Regions from separate parts of the Mus musculus genome. Here region 2 is linked to region 1. Evidence: chromatin contacts called from public promoter capture Hi-C data. All regions are on one chromosome and are shown on one strand. The core of a region is the stretch at or near the end of the contact, and the rest is flanking DNA. Distances in the headings are between cores, read along the strand shown. Region 1 overlaps Hsd17b2 (hydroxysteroid (17-beta) dehydrogenase 2). Region 2 holds the start of Osgin1 (oxidative stress induced growth inhibitor 1).

Region 1 (3,027 bases), core at 371-2,870:
CAAAAGCCTCTTGCCCGAGACCACTATGCTCAGCTGTGATGAATTTCAGCATTGAGGCCAGGTGCTCACCTGCCCCTCCCCTCGCCTGTGTAGGCTTCTCAGTGGAAGCTTCCAGATCTACAGAATGGGCCTAACAGAGAGTTTGGCTAGACTAATGTCTGTGAAGTGCTTGTACAGTGCTGAGTTTAAGCTCTGGAAGTCTGTTTTTAAAAATAAGTTGGACTGAGCCAGGTTTGTTGGTGGCCCACATCTTTAATCCCTGCACTCCAAAGGCAGAAGTGGGGTGAATCTCTATGAGTTCAAGGACACCCTGGTCTACAGAGTGAGTTCCAGAACAGCCAGAGCTATCTGACTCCTTACAGACAGAAACCCTGTCTCTAAAAACCAAACAAAATGATGAACATGGCAGCACAAGGCTGTGACCTGAGCTGAGTCAGGAGGATTGCTACGAGTTCCAGGTCAGGCTACATAATGAGTCTCAGGCTGACTTGAGCTACAGAGAAAAGCCCTGTCTTTTTTTTTTTTTTTTTTTTTTTTTTCTTTTTTTGGTTTTTCGAGACAGGGTTTCCCTTTATAGCTCTGGCTGTCCTGGAGCTCACTTTGAAGACCAGACTGGCCTCGAACTCAGAAATCCGCCTGCCTCTGCATGGCCCTGTCTTAAAACTAAATGCCTACTATTACAAAGAACTACAGCCAACTAAGGGATGCTGAGAGCAAGAGAAATCACCTTCCCTGGGAGGAGAACAGAAAATATTATGCAAGCTTAACCCTGAAGGCAGATACACACAAGTAACATTCACAGAGTGAGGAGGCTGTACTTAGGTACTTAGGAACATACATACATACATGTATACATACATACATACATACAACAATTAAAGCAAAACAGGTCATAAACTTGAAAGACAGCAAGGAAGGTTCATGGGAAGGTGTGGATGGAGGAGGAAAAGGAAGTAGAAAATGTAGTTCTATTATGTACTGGCTGCTTTTGTGTCAACTTGACACAAGCTAGAATCATCAGAGAGAAAGGAGCCTCCCTTGAGGAAATGCCTCCATGAGATCCAGCTGTAAGGCATTTTCTCAACTAGTGATCAGTGGGGGAGGGTCTGGCCCATTGTGGGTGGTGCCATCCCTGGGTTGGTGGTCCTGGGTACTATGAGAAAGCAGGCTGAGCAAGCCATTGGGGAGCAAGCCAGTAAGCAGCAGCCCTCCTCGGCCTCAGCATCAGCTCCTGCCTCCAGGGTCCTGCTCTGTGTGAGTTCCTGTCCTGACTTCCTTTAATAATGAACAGTGATGTGACTCTGTCATCCATGATGAGCCTCGTGGAGAGTGTACCAAGCCATCTGGAGCCTCCACTTCCTCGTGGGGGAAAATAAGGTTCTAGTCAGCGCTCTCCTAGGCTGACCTGAGCAGTCAGGAGCCCAGTGCTGCTCAGAAGTCCTAGCGTGTCATACGTGACATGCTCTGGCCCTCACAGTCGTGGACACCCTGCTGTGCTGACCTCACAGCGAGAATGCGCTGATTCTCATCTGTGCGGTGGCCCAGAAGCCACACAGAGGTCAGCAGACCTTGGGAGAGCAGGAAGCTGGGAAGCTGAGATGAGATAACCTCTCTATGCTTCTGAGTCAAGCCAGTCCAGGAAGGCCCAGGGTTTCCTCAGAGTTGTGTACAATGGGGCAGACTGTGTACAAAGACTGCCCAGAACAGTCTTTCCTAAGCGAGATCGCAGTATGATTGCCAGGTGCCAGTGGGCATCACTGACAGCCATGTAAGGATTCCCATGTTGAAGGAAGAAAGGAAAGAAGGGAGAGAGGGAGAGACAGAGAAGGTAGGGAAGGGGAAGGAGAGGGGAGGGGAGGGGATGAGAGGGGTAGGGAGGGGAGAGAAAGAGAAGGGAAGGGAAGGGGAGAGGAGGGGAGGGGAGGGGGAGGGGGAGGGGAGGGGGAAGGGAGGGGAGGGGAGAGAAAGAGAAGGGGAGGGGAGGGGAGGGGAGGGGGAGGGGAGGGGAGGGGAGGGGGAGGGGGAGGGGGAGGGGAGGGGGAAGGGAGGGGAGGGGAGGGGAGAGAAAGAGAAGGGGAGGGGACTCTGCTATGCCAGAGGGAAACATGTAAATTGTCAGGAATCTTTAAGAATTAAGAGTTGTATGGTGGAAGAACTGTCCTGTGATACTGACCTGTTACTGCAGCTACTGTGGAGACTAGGGTAGGAAGACAGAAAGGACCAGACCTCTGGGGTGCAGAGCCAGCTCAACACAGAATGGGCAACTCACTGAGAGTCTGTCTAAACGGGAAGGAGGGCTAGCATTCTCAAGGCCCTAGATTCAATGCCCAGAATAGGGAAAGAAGGGTGTGTGTGTGTGTGTGTGTGTGTAAAGCTTTACAAGCATGAAGTGTCAATCACCTAAGATGAACTCGTCCCATCCTGGGTGTTTCCTCCTTAGGCGCCTCTGCTCTGCTGTTTCACTTAAATTCCCTACAAGATCAAAACAGACTGTGTGCACCTATGAGATCTTCAGTGAATTGATGAAAATAGGTTAGTCATGAAAATACCCAGCACTCTAGCTTCATTGGTGCAATTGAAATAAGGTTGTGTGTATCTCTTGCTTATGACAACAGATGATCTCCTGAAATAATGTATTGATTATGAACTAAGTTATAGTGGTGGAAAATAACACCTCATTAACTCACTGTTCCTCCAAAAGCTTGTAAGAATCAAACGTGACAACACACACACATAACACACACTCACAAGCAAACATAGATACATACACATACATGCATACATACATACAAGCACATATACATGCTCACACATGCATATACCACAGACATGCACACACTCACTCACAGAGAGACACATCCACACAATGCTCTCACACACATATACACACACCACACACACACATGCACCATACATATACACACAGTCACATACATATACATATACTCTCACACACAGACACATACACACATTCTTACACACGTACTCATGCTCACACACACATTTACTACACATCACACACATATA
Region 2 (3,027 bases), core at 137-2,636, 1.7 Mb before region 1:
AACTGAGTTCAGATTCTCCACACTCCTGTCAAAAGCAGATGTCTGTAATCCTAGGTCTGGAGAGACAAACACAGGAGGGCCCCTGGAGATCACCCGCCAGAGAGCTGAATGACAGGCTCCAGGTTCAGTCCAGGAGAGGGAAGCCTGGAGGGAAGTGGCCCTGCAGGTAACTTGTTGTACAAGGGCAGTGACTTATGGGCAGGCAGCACTCACATAAAGATGGAAGGAGAAAGCTGACCCCTGACCCCTGACTCCTGGCGGGGGGGGGGGGGAGGGGTGGCTGTCTGATTTCTACACGTGTTCTTGTGCTCTCTCTAGCAATAATAATAATAATGATAGTGATAATAGAATGAAAAAGAAGGTGTGGACAGTGACTGAGGAAGACGCTAGCCATCGACCTCTGACCCCACAGGTATGAGCACATAAAAAATGAGTTTCTCAGAAGTGGCGATAGTTGCCCTGGTGTAACACTGCAGACATTTCTAAGGTTATGAAATCGTCATGCCAGGGAGGGCTGGGAACCATATACCATTTGTCTCTAAAAATGCCACCACCACCCCCAAGAGCTGGGGGTTTCTTATCCCCACTTCATGAATGAAACTGAGGTTGGGGAAAATGGAAGGGGAGGGGACATCTCGTCTAGGTCCTAGACAGCCTCGTTTGGGATCCTTTCCCCTCCATTCCCAAATAAAGCAACAGGTAGCAGTGACAGCTGCTAGTGACACAAAGCCCTGGGGCAGGAGGAAGTGTGCAGTCAGCCAAGTGTTACCTGGCCTTAGTCACAGTGAACCCTCGTTCCAAGTGCCTGCTCCACCTGGGCCCAAGGGTGCCTGATGGCCCAACCTCCACGGTCCACCACTTTCTCCACCGCACCTTCCGTAAACCGAGTACCCAGGAACCCTCGGCTGTGCTTGTCTGAGCCTGGTACCTAGGACCCACTGGAGCACCTCGCCAGGCTGGAGACACAGTGGCCATTGGTGCCTCGAAGGAGCAAGGCTACCCATGCTCCTTCCTGCCGGAACAGCTATTTCACGAGTTAGGATTAGGCTGCTAAGCCAGGGGCCGCTGGGGGAGAGTGTCCCAGACACTTAACCATGGCCATCGCTGGAGGTGCAGGGAGGACTCCCAGAGTCCTCCTCAGGACCAGTCAGTGTACACCCCGGCTTTCCTGACCCCCGTCTGCCCACCCTTGCCCCATAGCTATTGTTTCCCACCCACAGCCTTGCCCGGACCACTCACCTGATGGATGGTAGATAGCTGGAGGGAGCTGGTGAGCCTGGGTTGTCTGGACACTCAGAGGAACTTGGTCACACGGTGAGAGACTTTGTCACGGTGCCCTGCTGCAAGAACAGGATGCCCATTAGCCCTGGGGATCCCAGAGGCTGTGCGAGGCCCAAGGCTAGCAGGGGTATTTCACAGCGGGGCAGGGAGGAGGCGGAGGCAGGGGCGGGACCAGGAAAATCACTTTCATAAGCGTGAGTCAGCAGGGGCCCCTGGGTGAATGAACTTGGCCCTGGCCAGTCTTAAAGGGCCCCTGCTGGCCAGTTCCTCCCTTCCCGGGTTCAGTTTGAAGGAGGAACTAGGGAATCTTGAAAGAGACCACTAGGTCTCTTCCTTACCAGTGAGTGGTAGGCTTCTGAGAAATAGCTGGCCAGCTGGCTTCTGAACTCCAGAAAGCTCTGATCTTCCACTCACTTCCCACCCCAGCGTGTGGGGAGAGGGGACACGGGTGTGTGCAGAAAAAACCCTCAGTCACTGGTCAACCCCGACAACTCCCACTCAGCGACTTCCTGGTTGGAGACTCTGAACAAACCTCAGTTTCCCCATCTGAAAAGTGGGGTTGAGTTGGACTCCCTCATGTGTGCGTGCATGCGCATGTGAGTGTGTGTCCGTCCTCCCTGGTCCTTATAGACTTCTCTTCCTGTAGGGGGTCACGCCAGTCTGCTGGCCGGTTCTTGTGGTCCGTGAACGGAAGCTGGGTCCTAGGGAGACATCCCTTACTGCACACTGGGTCTGGAATAGCGCTTTTCCATATGGAGCCTTGGCTCAAGAGAAGGAAGTTGGGCAGTGGTTTAGGTCGGTGCACTCACCTTGGTGGCCATTGTTCCTGTCCTGATCAGCTGTCACTCTACCACCAGGACCAGAACTGGGGAGGGGCGGTGGGGGGGGAGTGTCAGGCTCTCACTCTAAGTACCCAAGAGACTACTCAGCGATTAAGAGCACTGGCTGCTCTTCCAGAGATTCTGAGTTCAATTCTCAGCAACCACATGGTGGCTCACAACCATCTGTAATGGGATTTGATGCCCTCTTCTGGTATGTCTGAAGACAGAACACTCATATATATTACATAAACAATTCTTTAAAAAAAAAAAAGGAACTCATTAAACAAAGTGACACTTTGGTACAATTTTCTAAAGAAAAAAAATTAAGTAAAGAATACAAATTCCAGAAAAAGAAAACTTCAGAGTTGTAAAGAAAGACGGGGTCCTTGGGCCCACCTCGTGGAACATCCTTCGGCTGCAAGAGTCTTGGCTGCTAGCACAGCATTTTGATTTAAAAAATGATATTTTGTTTTTCTTGGATTAAAAGAATGATTATTCAAAATACCGCATATAGGTTTTGGGGAATAGATCAGTAGAACCTGTGCCTAGCATTGCATGAGACCCTAGGTTGAAGGCCAAGTACCATTGTGCACTGATATGTTCAAACCCTGGGCTCGGGGCTGGGAGATGGCTCAGTGGAGAACACTTGCCCAACATGCTCAAAGCCCTGGCTTCAGTCCCCAGGACTGCTAAACACACGGAACCCCTGAGCCCTAGTCTGTGCCAGCAGTCTCAATGGGAGAGTCTGTTCCCCGGGGAGTACCTAGTGCACCATAAACTGGCGGAGGGGCACATCCTGCAGGGGTGGGTGAAGAGGGACGCCATCCTGGGGTGAGTAGTTAGGAGGCAGAGTGGGCAAGGCTGGCTGCTGACCTGGGTTTAAGGGAAAGGTCAGGCACGGCTCAAGGATCTGGTCCTAGAAGCT

What was found. Promoter capture Hi-C pulls out the DNA fragments that hold promoters and counts their contacts.
Region 2: a promoter capture Hi-C map of trophoblast stem cells shows a contact between it and region 1, with 7 times the contacts expected there. The contact joins the promoter of Osgin1 here to the enhancer-like site in region 1. A contact is called at or near these places in 5 of 39 promoter capture datasets (embryonic stem cells, frontonasal cranial neural crest, hippocampal neurons and 2 more) and 2 of 115 datasets of contacts at active chromatin or transcription factors (embryonic stem cells and pancreatic cancer cells).

Annotation. Positions count from the first base shown.
Region 1 is chr8:117,729,699-117,732,725 of GRCm38.p6, reverse strand. The region is part of intron 1 of Hsd17b2 (hydroxysteroid (17-beta) dehydrogenase 2); the gene reads right to left. Among named protein-coding and RNA genes, the nearest start is that of Gm31774, 17 kb to the left of the region's middle. Within about 2 kb of position 1,620, at least 23 of the 459 cell types and tissues checked have an H3K27ac peak or open chromatin away from gene starts, as enhancers often do. A contact at or near this core is called in pancreatic cancer cells and trophoblast stem cells, where this site is marked.
Region 2 is chr8:119,435,506-119,438,532 of GRCm38.p6, reverse strand. Osgin1 (oxidative stress induced growth inhibitor 1) reads right to left here and starts at 1,386. Exons shown (of 6, transcript NM_027950.2): 1 at 1,240-1,386.